Linked DNA regions of Hordeum vulgare: region 2 is linked to region 1. Evidence: chromatin contacts called from public Hi-C data. All regions are on one chromosome and are shown on one strand. The core of a region is the stretch at or near the end of the contact, and the rest is flanking DNA. Distances in the headings are between cores, read along the strand shown.

Evidence for each region. Hi-C and Micro-C count contacts between places; a contact is called where the count stands out from the background.
Region 2: a contact with region 1 is called in a Hi-C map of leaf, with 2.9 times the contacts expected there. The contact joins two enhancer-like sites. A contact is called at or near these places in 2 of 6 Hi-C or Micro-C datasets (leaf and seedling).

Annotation. Positions count from the first base shown.
Region 1 is chr5H:67,953,298-67,961,183 of MorexV3_pseudomolecules_assembly, reverse strand. No RefSeq gene overlaps it. Among protein-coding and RNA genes, the nearest start is that of LOC123396527, 120 kb to the left of the region's middle. Within about 2 kb of position 5,228, at least 3 of the 3 cell types and tissues checked have open chromatin away from gene starts, as enhancers often do. A contact at or near this core is called in leaf, where this site is marked.
Region 2 is chr5H:68,168,811-68,176,696 of MorexV3_pseudomolecules_assembly, reverse strand. No RefSeq gene overlaps it. Among protein-coding and RNA genes, the nearest start is that of LOC123395555, 69 kb to the left of the region's middle. Within about 2 kb of position 2,791, at least 2 of the 3 cell types and tissues checked have open chromatin away from gene starts, as enhancers often do. A contact at or near this core is called in leaf, where this site is marked.

The DNA.
Region 1 (7,886 bases), core at 3,979-6,478:
GATGTTGCTGACGTGGTAACGGGATGACTAGTTGGTGTGATCATGCATCTGCAGCCGCTTTGCTAGGGCGAGATGTACTACTTTATCCGTTCTTAAATATTAGTCTATTTAGATGTTTCAGTAATACTCCCTCCGTTTTTAAATATAAGACCTTTTAATGATTGCACTATAAACTATATACGGATGTACATAGACATGTTTTAAATATAGATTCACTCATTTTGTTCCGTATATAGTCTTTTAGTGAAATCTCTAAAAGGTTTTATATTTTGAAACGGAGGGAGTAGATTACATACGGATATGTATAGACATAGTTAAGAGTGTACATTTAATCATTTTGCTTCATATGTAGACATTAGTAAAATCGTTTAAAAGACCTATATTTAAAATAGAAGGGAGTAATAAACTGTGCATCTTTTGATCACTCATTGTGCAGCGTTTCTTTTTTCCATGTGAGGGAACCTCGTCCTAAATCGATCTTGTTTGACCTTAACTTTTTGAGTTTGACCGGGCAGATCTCTGAGTATGTGGCTACGTGCATGCTGCTCAGCTTCTAGCTTCTTCTTTTACTTCGGAGTTGCTCTTCTACTTTTTGAGATAGATTTTTCTGCTTCTAGAGGGTGAAGATCCAGTGGCCATACGATGATTCGTGTGGGGTGGGGGACCCTAGGTAAATCCAGGTCTCACTGCAGCTCCTATTCGTCGCTCTACGCGACGGGATTCTCATACTTTGGAGAAACATCGCACCTACTACCTTCATCTTGAATTATTTATCACATAAATTTATAGAAATGAATGAATTTAGAATTAAAATACATCTAAATTCATTCATTTCAGTGACAAGCATTTTCGGACGAAGGGAGTGTTTTTTTAAAAAAAGTTCACATAGTAATATGCAAAGGGATACAATGATGCTAAAGCCTATTCGGTGGTTGTCGCGTCAGTTACATGCAAAACTGTAAACTACCACACACCCCTGTCCGCTTCAGTAGACTTAGTCGGCCGAGATGGGAACTTATGAAACCTGGTTCATATATATTTTATATGCAAAAACAAATTCAAAAAAATGTCAAAAAATTCTAAAAATATTATTTAAATAAATTTGACCTTTTATTGTTCTAGTGAAAAATTTCTTAAAACTAAAATTACACTTTGACTTTTTCAAAAAAGATAAGTTTTCACCCAAAATAGTGTGAATAGCGACTTATAATAGCAAATATATTTTGTCTTTTTTTCGCGAAAATTTATATACTAGTGCAAAAAAGTCAAGTTTAATCCAAAAATACTATGAAAACATTATGACTTCTAAATTAACTATTAAAAAATCCGTATAGGATGCATATAGATCAGGAAATAAAGTTTATTTCCCTAGTCGGCCGACGTATATACAAATATACATCTCTATTTTGGGAAGCTTCCAGAAACTTCTATTCTATTGTTTTGTTTCTGGTTTTTTGTCCAGTTTTTCTTTTTCTCCTTTTTATTTTTTCAGTTTTTTATTTCTTCAACTACTTTTCAAATGCATAAAGGTTTTTTCAATTCATAAAACTTTCCAAATTCTGTTTTTCTAAAAATTTCAAGATCTGTATTAAATTGTGAATTTTTTCACAAATTTGTGATCTTGTTGTCAATTTCGAGGACCATTTTTTCAAACCATGTGAACTTTTAAAACAAATTGAAGTTTTTTGAAAGCATGTGAACTTCCCTAATTTTTTTTAAATGTTGGGATATATTCAAACTCATAAATGGTTTCTAAATTTAGCTGTTATTTTAAATGTATAGACATTTTCCAAATTTATGAAGTTTTCTGAAATCAATGAACTTTTTTCAAACATGTGAATATTTTGTTAAAAAAGATAACATTTTTAAAAATCCCTTATTTAATTTGGAATCCACAAACTTTCTTTACAAATCATTGATTTATTTCGAATTTTCCAAAATTGAATCGCTAATATTTTTTTAAATTCATGAACTTTTTTTTAATTCGTGAACATTTTTCAAGTTTCTGAATATTTTATAAGTTCATTATATTTATTAAAATTTATGAATTTCTTAAATTCCACAAAACCTAAAGTGACAAAAATAAACTTTCCCTAAAAATCAACGACCAACACGACTAAATTGTAAATGGTCAGAGGGGTTAAACAGTCATTGGACATGGTCTTAACGAACGGGCAAACCCTATTTAGCGTCATAACCCCCGGTTTTAGTTCTTTTTTGCAAACCGGCGCCAGCAGCTCGTTAGCTGGGTTAGGCCCATTTAGATAGCGTTTTTTCTCCTGATTTTCAATGCCCAAAAAATTCGTAGGAGCTGGGAATCAAACAGGGACCATCTGATTCACTCCCCACGAGTAAACACCCGATCACGAAAACTGAATGTAAAAAATCTCCATCATTTTCTTATATTACCTTACTTTTGTTTCGTTTTTGCTTTTCCATTTTTCTTTTTTTCGTTTTTTTGTTTTTCGTTTTTCCTGTTTTTTGTTTGGCTATTTTTCTGTTTTTCTGTTTTCGTTTGATCTTACCATCAATTGGATGAACTTATTTCTAATTCAATTACATTTTTCATACTAACGGACGTTTTTCAAGTTTGATAAAGTTTTAAAATTTGATGAACTCTTTTCCAAATACAATGAACTCTTTTCAAGACTGATGGATTTTTTCCTTTTAATTTGTAAACTTTTTCCAAATTGATGAACTATTTTTCAAACTCGATGAACTTTTTTATCAAAGTCGATGAACTTTTCTCAAAATTGATGAACATTTTTCAATTTCAATGAACTTTATCCACATCCGATGGACTTTTTTAAAATTGTAATGAATTTTTCAAATCGATGAACTTTTTTCAGGATCGCTGAACTTTTTCCAAATTCGTTGCCCTTTTTTCAAATTTGACGAACTTTTTTTCAAATTGTTGAACTTTTTCAAATTTGTACTTTTTTGCAAATCCACGAACTGTTTTTCAATTTCAATGAATATTTTTCAAAAATGATGAACGTTTTTAAATATACAATTTTTAAAATTTGATGAGCACTTTTTGAATATCGATGAACTATTTTCTAGTTTGTCACGATTTTTTATCCAAAAAAATTTATCATGGCCTTTTTTCCAATAATTTTAAGCAATACGGTATATGGTTATGTATCAACAAATAGCGCTGTGACAATCTTATTAAGCATTCAGGCTGTAACGAATCACTCCAGTCTGGTAACTTCAATGGTTAGCGAGTTCGCATCTGAAATCGACCCCACCTAGGAGCTCCCCAACGAACGAGCGAGTGAGCGAGTGAGCTTGCAGTGCTTAATGGGTCGGACCCTAGTGGGCATGCACTTGATCATTGTAGGGAGCTCCACAACACATTCGTGTGTGTTTTCTGCTAGGTTTTCTACGAGTTTTATATTTGAGTCTTTCTTACTTTTCCAACTAGTTGACACTGGTTTAATCTTTACATTTATTTTTATTTTTATTTTTATTTTCAGTTCATTTGTTTTAAGTATTCATTTTCCAATTTTTATTTTCAATTTTATGATTATTTTTAAATTTGATGAATATTTTGCAAGTTTTAAGCAACAAATTTAAAGGAAATCATGAATATTTCCAAAAAAATAGTTTAATAACACATTTCCAATTTATGATGCCTTTTGAAATACATGATATTTGTTTAAAATTCATGAAAGTCGTTTAAATAAATTACTGTGTTTTATAAATTTGAATGTCCTTAAAAATATATTTTAAATTCATGGAAAAATTAAATAAAAAGGAAACCAATATTAAATAAATGGACAAAATTAAGGCTGAAATAAAAAAACACTATGTACCATACTGAAACTGTCAGTTCTTTAGATTTTCAACCGTAAAAGATCATGGAGTCTAGAATAGTTTTCTTTACCACTACAATTGAAGCTGCTCACATAAACGAGCATATAATCACCTCTATAAACGCACACACATAACTTATCCATATGAACACCTCCAAAAGACCAAGCCAACATAGCATCTTAAGATTGACGAAATCACCTCAAACATCAACGAAAACGTCTTCCCCAAAGCACGAACATCGTCGAAAAGGCTGAAATAAATTAAGAAAAAGACGAGCACCATTATCAAGTACAAGACTTGAACCATGGTGGGCTGAAGTTACCACTGTCTTTCTAACCATCTAATCTAATCATAGCTTGATTCATGCCTAGAATAGATTTTACGCGACTAAATGTTGCTACATGGGTCTATCAGAAGTTGCTACGATGGTTAACTGAATAAAAAAATTAAAATAATCTCAATATTTCTATTCTAAAAAATTGAATATGAAATCTGCAAAGAAAAAAAAATCAAACACAAAATTTGAGCCTTGTATCTGGATTAACTTTTTTTTGATTCAGGCATAACTAGATTTATGTTCGCGCACTTAAAAAATGTCAGTGTATTTCATGCAAACAAAGAAAGGGGGAAATGACACCAACAAATATAAAACACTAAAAAAGAAGAAGAAGAAGAAACATAGAAAAAGAAAAGAAAAAGAGCACCGTAAATCTAAATAAACAACGTACATAAACTATAAAAGGACAAGGGAACATGGAATAAGAAAACACTAAAAACTGGCCAAAGAAACATTATAGTTTGTCGCTATTTGCCACTTCACAATGCCAGCTCGAAGCCTCAATTGTCACTGAAAAAGGCTCCAGCAAAAAAACTGCCCCCCTCCAACAACAAAAAAAGTGTTCCGCTCCTGAAAAGAATTAAAATCTGCAAAACTGAAATCGCCTTACAAACCTCAGTCAAGGAGAGCCATTGTCAAGCTTTACAAATAATCAACACTCCCTATGCAGCATGTATATATATGAGGGTTTCATAAGAACATGATACTAGCATATCCTCCAGCTGAGCCTCTAGGAATGGCATACAAAGGGACAGAAGTGGTGGAGGCACGTGGAATTTAACATGAACATCTCGCAAGAAGAAGAAGAAAAAACACACCCATTGGGGCTAGACTGGCGAAAGCACCAAGGTTAGTGAAAGAACAAAGTTTGGTGCGGTGCCCAACGGCCCAAAGGGGGTAAGTAGCTCGCAGCAGGCTTAAACTAGCAACCGTCTTGATTTAGGCCCAAAAGGTGTTCAATGCCGCCCTATCTTTTCCCCCTTGGGTTTCCACTTTCGACTTTCCAGGTCCCAGCTCCAGGTCACGTAAGACAAGGACGTTTGCCAAAGATACAGAAGAAAGGCTACGGCTGACGCTGACGGCTCAAAAGATACAGATCCAAGGACGGACGGACGTTCCGCCTTCCCATCTGTACTGCCGCTAATCCCGATCTTATCGCAAGTGACACCACACCAGCACCAACCTTGTCCCTAGAGTCGTCACACGTATAATTTTGAAGGCAATAGATGTTTCTTCCGTTTCTCTTTTCTTCACTGATTTGGAAAGGGTGCATGCCACCGTTTGACACGTCGGCGTGAGTGGCAAATTAGTGGCCGCCAATGCGTACCAGTAGACCAGTGTCATGTCAATCGCTGATTGATGGTACCAAATGAAGACTAAGTAGGCACATACGCACCCAATTTTTGAGGTGTTGTCGCACTAGGCGCACTTGTATACCTACCATCTATTGACTCGGTTTCATAGGAGACACCGCATTCCGTCAGCCTGCAAACCCGTGATGCGGGGCATGAAGAACCGGTTTATCGGTCCATTCTGTTTTACAGTTCGGCAATGCGATGTCTATTCTACCGCAGCCAAAAGTGAACCTATAAACCGTAAAAACATAATTGCATAAATAAAAAGAAATTTCGGCAATGAATATGAAAATTTAAAAAATTCAACATAGTTCTTACATACAAATAGCAAATAATATAGTTTTAAGCATCCAAACAACCCAATAGATCGTTTTTGCATCAAAAGAACCACATTAAAGTGGAAAAACCATGATGAAGAACCATCAAGCACCACCACCACCAACAACACCGATGGGGCCGTCCTCCTTCGCTCCAAGATCTCCTTTCTCATCAAATCATGCCACTCCAAGGTTATCTCATCCATCTCATTGCGGTTCATGGTCATGATCTTGTTCTCCTCGGCAATGAGCTTGGCGAGAGCTTTGGTTTCCTCGGCTTGGGCTCTTTTGTCCTCAATGGCCACCTTCCGCAACTTGCTCTCCTTGATTTGATGCCACTTCTCCTCTTTCTCTTGAGACCTCTTCATTGCCAACTCTTTTTTTTGCTTCAATAGTCATGGTGACCATCAACTCATTTGACTTCACAATATGGTCTATCTTCTCTCTCAAACTTGATGCCTCCGAATCCTTCCTCATATTGTCCTTGGCCTTCTTGGTGCCATCCGGCCTACCCTTGTTCCTCTCTTCTTCATCATCATCCTCATCATCCAACAAGGTGAAGGCACCTTTCTTCGACAGTGCTTCTTTGTCCCTCACCTTCCATTTCTCACTAAACATCACCCAACAATGCTCAAATGCAAAGGGTTTTCTCCTTGGATGCCGGCATGTCTCTATACCTTCCGGCTGCAATTTTCTCCTACAACCAAAGGAACTATGTTAAAGCACTATCATTTGCAAACAATATGATGGTTGCTGATAAAACACTCACCCAATCAGCTTAATTGGTTCCACTTGAAGGAGCATTGTAGACTTGCTCCAAACATCCACACCACCGGCTAACCGTCGGCTTGATCACATCCCAATGACATTGGAGTGATCTATATGTGCGTGGTGTTTTGCCGACATTGTTTGGCATCAACCAGAAGAACTTGTCTTCTATCCTTTGCCAATACCTCTTCCCGGTTTGGTCGGTGCCGTGGATGGCATCGAGTGACACAGCCTTCTTCCTCTTGCTATACCCTGTCGTGGATTGCGATGCCTCGAAGACCTCCCCTCCAATCTCCTGTAGCTCCTCCTCCTCCTCTTCTTCGCCGCCACCGTGTACCCCGTCGTCCATGTCGTTGTATCCATATTCCCCAAGCGGCGCATCCTCAATGTTCACCGCGTTTTCCTCGAGGATAGCCGCGTACTCGGACCTAGAAAAGAGACGACGAACTCTTGAGCGAAAACCCCCAACGGCGGCGAAGAAGAAGACACAATTGGTCGGACGTACCTTTTGGGCATTCCGTCGAACACCGGTGGGATGGCGGCGGTGGCAGGCGTAGAACTCGCCGGGGCCTTGTTGGTCGGAGGCGCCCGCTTGCGTTTGAGCAAGACCTTCTTCTTCGCTGCCTCCATCGCCTCGGTTTCGCCAATATTACCGGCGTCCCTATACCGAGCAGAAGGGCGAGCTTTAGGGCGACCGACCCCCTTGGTGGCGGCAACGATGGCGGTGGGAACGGGCCGCCTCCCTGCACGATGATGTTACCGAGGCGCTTGCGAGGAACAGCGTTGTAGGAGGCTTCCGGCGCGGCTCGGAGATGGTCGGCGGGGAGATCCACCGCGGCTCCGCCCGCCATTGATTTGGCTACCTCTACTTCCACGGTGACGAGCGCGGGGTCGGGGGTGTCCATGGCCGCGCTGGAGGGCCGCCGGGAGCTCGACCGAAGCGGGGAGGTGAAGATCCTCGGCGGCGGGGGGAAGAGGAAAGGTGAACTGCCGCGGTGAAATGTCCCCCCCCCCCCCCGCCAAATCGATCTAGAATAGAGGTCGTCGCCGGGTCGACCACACAAAACGCGATTTTGACAATTCCGCGGGGGGAAACTGTCGCGCCCCTTAATTTTTTTTGCAGGCCGGTCACTTTTGCGGGATTTGGTCTGCGTGCTTTTTCACCCCCAAAATGGCAAAACGGCGGTTATTTTACAGTTTTTGCGGAAATGCGTGATCTTCTAGAGATGCTCTAAGATGTGTCAATTTTCGTGCAAGTTAAATATGTATATGTCTGGTCAGGATTCTAGA
Region 2 (7,886 bases), core at 1,542-4,041, 220 kb before region 1:
TGGATCTAGATCTCCCCTCTCTTTTCCCTCAAGAACTAGCAAGAATCATTGGAGGGATTGAGAGTTAGCAAGCTCGAAGAAGGTCAACAATGGGGCAAGAACACGAGCTAAAGATATGGATAAGTCCAAGGGGGAAGAAGACCCCCTTTATATAGTGGGGGAAGGAATCACACCGTTACCCCCACTTACAGCCCGCACACAGCGGTACTACCGCTGGCGAGGCGCGGTATTACCGCTGCCTCTAGCGGTACTAGTGTTGGCGAGGAGCAGTACTACCGCTGCCCCTAGCGGTACTACCACCGGCGAAGAACGGTACTACCGCTTGGCCACGGTAGTAAAGATATTACTGTCGGGCCTACCACCGCTTGGAAAAGTATTCGCAAAAAGTCCGACGAAGTACTACCGCTCAGAGAGAGGTACTACCGTCTCGAAGCGGTACTACCGCCCACCCTGAGCGGTACTACCGCTAGGGCGCGGTACTACTGCTAGGGAGCGGTACTACCGCCCACCCGGAGCGGTACTACCGCTAGGGAGCGGTAGTACCGCTTGGCACAAGCGGTACTACCGCTCGTGAGTGAAACAACCATAACTTTCGCATACAAGCTCCGAATCGAGCAAACCCAAGCTTGTTGCATTCAGGACGACAAAGAGCTATCCAAACAAGAACCAAGAAGTATGATGCAAGGATGCAAATGGTTTGATCTCTCAACGAACGATACGATCGAGCTACTCACTTGAGAGCCCCCCTTGACAGTACGACAATCTATCCTAAAACAGAAAACCTATCAAGGGCAAACCTATACCTTGCACCTAGTCCTCTTGAGCTAGATGACGATGATCTTGGCTTCCTCAAGATGGACCACCTTCTTGATTGCGTTGGCTTGATGAAGACTAGTTGATTGCTCCCCCATGCACAACATGGGTGAGCCGCTCTTCAGCATATCTTCACAAGTCCATTACCACCACAATGGACGGCAAGCTTCAAGCATGATATCTTCGTGTAGATCCACTTGAACTTGCACACCGCAATCTTGATGACGATCACCACTTGACGTCATCCTTCATGGGTTGTATGAGATCTTCCTCTAGACGTAAGCCCATGGAAATACATCTAACCCCACATAGAACTCTCACGAAGACCATGAGTTAGTACACAAACACGTAAGGGACAATGCTTACCATACCATGGGATCACTTGATCCCTCTCGGTACATCTTGTACGCTTTGTGTGTTGATCATCTTGATTTACTCTTTGTCTGACGATCTTGATCAACCTTGTGTCTCTGTGACCATTCTTTGGATAATAACTTGAATACCACCTTGGTCATCATATAAACTTCTTGAACCTAACAGATGGACTTCAAGAAGTGTCTATGGACAAATCCTATAAATATAACTTAAGGCAACCATTAGTCCATAGAGATTGTCATCAATTACCAAAACCACATATGGAGAAATATGCTCTAACAAAGATCATGTATTCTGAGTGTAAATAGACGAAAAACATTTTTAGACCTTGCATCTAGGAAAAAGCCGGCTAGGGTAGAATCTTTCCCTTCTCCTTGGGCTAGCGAAACACCCTTATGTTCCTCCCTAAAACACGAGTTAGGGCATCAATAGAGGTCAAGGTTTTGTCTGAATGAGCTTTAGCTTTTGCCGCCCTTAGCCAGGGCCATATGCAGTACACATCATCACAAACCTCATTTTTTTCTCAAGTATTTTATCTTATATTCACAAATTTAAATTGCATGTCTCAAGTTTTTTGCTTGTTTTTCAATTGCATGTAGGGGTTGACTTGTGACCAGGTTGACCTTGTTTTTAGTATCATAAAAATATATATTGGAGCTGATTTTATGTTTGCTAAGGTTCTAGTGTCTAGTGTCTCGTCCAGTCAAATCGCTAAAATCTCATACACCAAATATTGATAATGTACTCCCATAGAAAGATTGTCACACCTTAGTGTAGAACAAGGAATGCCACGCTCCAGCCTTTAGCGGAAATGAAGTAATCACTGTTAGAAGTACAACTTTAATGGTCGAGCACGAGCACAACTCATTGGTACATACGATTATTTAAACCTTTATAAGAAATTGAATTTGTTATGTTTTCAGTAATAAACACTTAAACAAAGTTATGTATTAACAACCATCTCAATAAAGAATTTCATTTGGTTCTAATTATAAATACAGCTCAAAGATTTGTTCAACTGTAAACCTAGAATTTCAAAGTATGGAGGGAATACAAATACAATGTTCACAATACTAGTAAATATTACTCCCTCTGTTTCTAAATGATAGAACTTTTAGAGATTTCAATACGGACTACATACACGGCAAAATGTGTAAATCGACACTCTAAAGTATGTCTACATATATCTGTATTTAAATATTTTAAAAATGATTATATATATAAATGGTGGGATTTAGCAAGTCAAAAAAGATCATGTAAGAATATATTTTCCATATATAAGACAACATATCTGTACCAACAATGAAAAATTATTATATTTTTAAAAAATGCTCATGGCCATGAAAAGATATGGTTGAAAATTTTCAAATGAGATGATCATGTGGATAAAATAAATTGTTAACAATTTAAAAATCTAACTCTAAAAATAGTTTAATTTTTTCTAAAATTTATTTTTTACCATTAAAACAAAGTGTTAAATATATGTAAATGAAGATGAAAAAGAGAAAAGGAAAACAAAATGAAGGGAAACAACTGTTACAAGCCTGGGCCAGTTATATTTGTGCTTCTCGCAGAGACGTATTTGCACCCACGGCACTGACTATATCTTGCAGTGAGCGAATCCGTGGAAAGTCTCGCATTGAGGTTTTCGACGTTGTGGTCATTACTGGGCCGACCGAATTTTGTGCACGATTAAAATAAAGAGAGGAAAAAATGAGCAACTAGTTAGCGAGCACTTCTTTAGGATACTTTCAGCGATCACTACCACGCGTCGCCATTTGACGTGTTCTCAGCCGTCGTCACGTACCGCGTTCTGAACGTTTCCTTGGAATTTTATTTTATTATTTTTCCGCACACGTTTTCTGCTTTTTAGATTGTTTTTTCCCGGTCATTTGGTGTTTCAGTTTTTCACCGGTCTTTCTTAGCTTCTGGATGAAAAAAATATTAAAAAAAATAAAGTTTGCATGAAAAAACGCATTTTCTGTTTTTTCTTCGCAAAAGGCATCGTTTTGGTTTCGCGAAAGACACTGTTTTGCCTTCGTGTGAGGCACGGTCGTGCCTCTCGAAAACGGAAAAAAATGTTTTTTATGTTTTTTTGAAAGATGAACGGTTTTGCTTCCCTGAGTGATACGTATTTGCTTCAGCGAGAGGAACGGCCACACCTCTTAGAAATGAAAAAAAATATGTGTTTTTTGTAAGATGCATGGTTTTGCTTTTCCCAAAGGCACGCTTTTACTTAGTGAGAGACATGATCATGCCTATTGGAAATTTAAAAAACACGTTTTTTATGATAGGCACGGTTTTGCTTTCACAAGAGGTACGGGCATGCCTCTCAAAAACAAAAAAAATGCATTTTCTGTTTTTTCTAATGTGAGGCATGGTTTTGCTTCTGCGAAAGGCAAATTTTTTCCTTCGTGAGAGGCACAACAGTGCCTCTCGTAAACGAAAAAAACCTATTTTTTTATCACGAAAGGCACGCTTTTTTCCTTTAATTTTTTCATCCGGTTTCTTCACAAAAAAAGTTCATCAAAACATATCAATACCGGATCTAGTTTTGAAGATGTCGACGCAAAAACCCCAATAATGCAAGCGGTTCGAGATTTGAACGCACGGTTTATGAGATAAAAAGTTTTGGAAATACAGATATATGCAAAAAAAAGTAAAAAACTCTCAGGTTGCGACATGTGGCCCACATACAGTGCACCACTTATCGCAACGTGAGGAGGTGGGAGTGATCTTTTAAAGAAATACTCCTCAATTAGTTATTTCGAGGAAAAAGACACGACTTATTTAAAGCAAGTCGAGCCAATTTTCTCTGGGTTTCTTTTTTCTTTTGTCATATTTTCATCTTCTTTCTATTGGTTTTTCATTTTCATTATTTTTATATTTGTTCTTCGCTTTTATTTTTTATTTTTTCTTTGGTTTATAATGTTTCTTTTTCGGGTTTCTTTATTTCGTTTGGTTTTCAATCTGCATTTTTCGTATATGATAACAAAACAATTCCAATACATGTTTGAAATATTTCCAACACTAACTTAATATTTTGTTAATACATGGTCATTTTTCCCATACACATTTAATAAAAAAATGATAATATTTTTCAAATACAAGTTTAATACTTTTTTGAATATTTCATGAACATATTTCAATACACACTTTTAAATTTCTTTAAATGCTTGAGTAATATTTCTCAAATAAAAGATTAACATTTTCTAACACATGATCAACACTTTTTCTAAACACATTTAACTCTTTTCAAATGCTTGATCAACATTTTAAAATAATTGTTCAACATTTATTCAAATGCTTGATTAATATTTTTATATACATAATCAATTTCTCTCATCATTTTTAATAAATGCTAAATATTTCTTGTATACACATTTAACATTTTAGATATGCTTGATTAATGTTTATCAAATACTTGTTCAACATTTCTTAGAATTCCTGATTAAGTATTTTCAAATACTTGTTAGACATATTTTGAAATGCTTGATTAAAAAAATTATATACATGATAAAAAATATTTTTTAATACATGGCCAGGAAGTTTGTTATACACATTTGAAATTTTCCAAATGCTTAATTAACATTTTTCAAACAACTTTTCAACATTTTTTAAATGCTTGATTATCATTTTTTAAATACATGATCAAACTGTTTCATACACATGTTATATATTTTTTTTTGTATATGTGATACACATTTTCTCTATACATATTTAACATTTTAAAATACATGATCGATATATTGCAAATGGTTTATGTAGAGCGATTTTTGTAATATATTTAGTTATCATATTTTGAAGTATAAAATGTAAAAAATAAAGAAAAAACAAATACAAATAATATAGAAAAAAGCAAAACAAAAAACGAGGCACTTGTTCCCGTGTACCTGGACTGGCCTAAGTTACGCACCCTTCAGCGATGGTTCCTACCATCTCGTTGACCGCGAGATATAAGGGTGCCCATCTTTAGGAAGTGTAGTGTGTTTTAGTTTGCCTTTCTTTTTCTTTTTTACTAGCATGTAAGCCCGTGTGTTGTCATGGAAAATAAAATTTATAAATCTTAACTCAATAAGCATGCCTCATGACCCCTCGTGTCAATGTGCTCAAGTTATTAAAAAAATGTACATTACACATAATATTTGTAGTTCTATTGTGGACCGCAACTGCAGGTAAGGAGAGCAACGTGAAGCCAAGATCTTTCTAATTAATACTCCCTCCTTCCTATTATGTAGGGCGTGTAAGCTTTCTATACAAAAATTAGGGCAAGGCTATTTAGAAATTAAGGAGTCGTGATTACAAACAGTTTCCTCCACAATATCCTTCAACAACCGTGGTTGGCTGATTAAAAATTAGCAATGTGTAGCTTGCCTAGCCGTACAAGAGTGAATATGAGGAGTTTTTTTTTTGACAAGTAACATCCCTTTATTGATTAACTCACATTAATACAAATAGTTTGCCGGATGCACTCCGGAATAGAAAGGAAAACCTCACTAGAAGTAACACTAACACAAGATTTAGCTAATGCATGTGCAGAACCGTTCAGAGCTCGTCCCACATGGACGAAGGAGGACGAAGTGAGCACACTGGTTAAGTTTTTGATACCACTAACCAAAATACCCACCGGAGATCTGTCCAGTGCCGTGGAGTTTAGCCTTTGGATCAATGAGAGACAGTCAGACGCGAAGATCGCCTTCCCAAAGCCCCTCTCTGCTACAAACTCCACGGCTCGACGAACGGCCAAGGCTTCAGCTTCCTCGGGAGATCTAAGTCCCTGGATCACATTCCTACAAGCTGAGACAAAAGAGCCTAAGTGATCTCGGATGATCACCCCCGCACCCATCTTCCCATTGACCTCAAAGATTGCCGCATCAGAGTTGACAAACACCGTTCCCGGCGGCAGTGGAGACCAAGCAGCTGGGGTTTTTGGCTCACACTTAGAAGCCAGGGAACGGGTAGGGGCTTGTGAACGGATGAGGTCAACATAAGTGAGAATTCTCGCACTTGTCCCAACAGGACTGGGCTTCGTTGTGGAGTTTCGAGCTTCATTCCTTGCATCCCAAACGTGCCAGAAAGTAACAACCAGTACCTTTTTTGAAGCTCGCTGGACCTCTCAAGGAAATCGAAGAGCCATTGTGCATGGGTGCCAAAACCCTTTCGGTCCAACTTGAGATGAACACTCCGTTTCACCTCCCTCCACACCACTCGAGAAAACTGACAGGTAAGGAGAGCATGCTCGATGCTCTCAATTCTGCCACAGAATACGCACGGACCGGTATCCGGTACCCGCCGTGTGATTAACTGGATGCCGCTTGGAAGACAGTTGTGTATGAACCTCCATAAGTGGATTATCATCTTACCCGACGCATTGATCTTCCAGAGACGCTTCCATTGATCGTTGTTGTCCATTCCATTGGAGCTAATGCCGCAGCCGGTGCTGCTCCGCCAGGAAAGGAAGCTCGCAGACCGAGCCAAATTGTAGCCAGACCGAACTGAATACGTGCCATGCCGAGTAAATGGCCAGCAGGGGAAATCACCGTCCATTTGTGCTGAGATTGGTAGCTGCAATATCTGGTCTGCTATCCTTGGTGCGAAGAAAGCATGCACATTTTCATGATTCCATGCATCACCTTCATCCACCATTAGGCACTTTACCGTAGCATGGCTGGGGATAGGAGATAGAGAACGAAGCATCTCCGGAGGGAACCCTGGAACCCAATTGTCCATCATAATCTTCACCGAAGCCCCATCCGCGATGCCCCATCTGATGCCTTGATACAGCAGGTCCCTCCCATGTAGTATACTTCTCCATGTGAAAGATGACGAACGCGGCTTGGGAGCGTGCCAGAAGCTCGTATCGGAGAAGTACCTGCCTTTGAGGACTCGGGCGCAAAGGGAGTCAGGGACCGTGAGCAGGCGCCACCCCTGTTTGGCCAGCAAGGCCTGGTTGAAAAGGCCGAGATCGCGAAATCCCATTCCTCCCAGTCCCTTAGGAGATGAGAGCCACTTCCATGATCTCCAATGAATTTTCCTTTTACCATCCTCAATTCCCCACCAGCTATTAGCTATAGCCGATTTGATTTTGTTGCAGATTGCTAGAGGTAATTGGAAACAGCTCATGACAAAGGTAGGAATGGCCTGAACAACCGCCTTCAGCAGGGTCTCAATACCAGCCCTGGAGAGGGGTCTTCCCGAAATTCCATTTAGATATTTCCACACCTTGTCATATAAGAAACTGAAGGTTGCTATAGGGCCACGCCCCACAGATGTTGGCATACCGAGATAGAAATCATTAAGATCCTCATTTTGGACTTCCAACTTAACCTTCACTGCATTTTTCACTTGATCAGACACATGGTGGACAAAGAAAACCGATGATTTTTCCAGATTAATCAGCTGTCCAGAGCCATCACAATAACTCTGTAGAGTGTACTTGAGAGCATCCACACTCTTATCATCACTCTTTGCAAAGAAGATGCTGTCATCTGCAAACAGTAAATGGGATATAGGGGGACCAAGTCTACCATTGCGAATACCATAGAGCTCACCTCGGTCCTCCTTTCGTTGCAGTAAACATGACAAACCCTCCGTGCATAAAAGAAACAAATAAGGGCTAATAGGATCTCCCTGACGAATACCTCTAGATGGAACCACCGGCTCTGTCAATTCTCCATTAACCTTGATAGCATAACGGA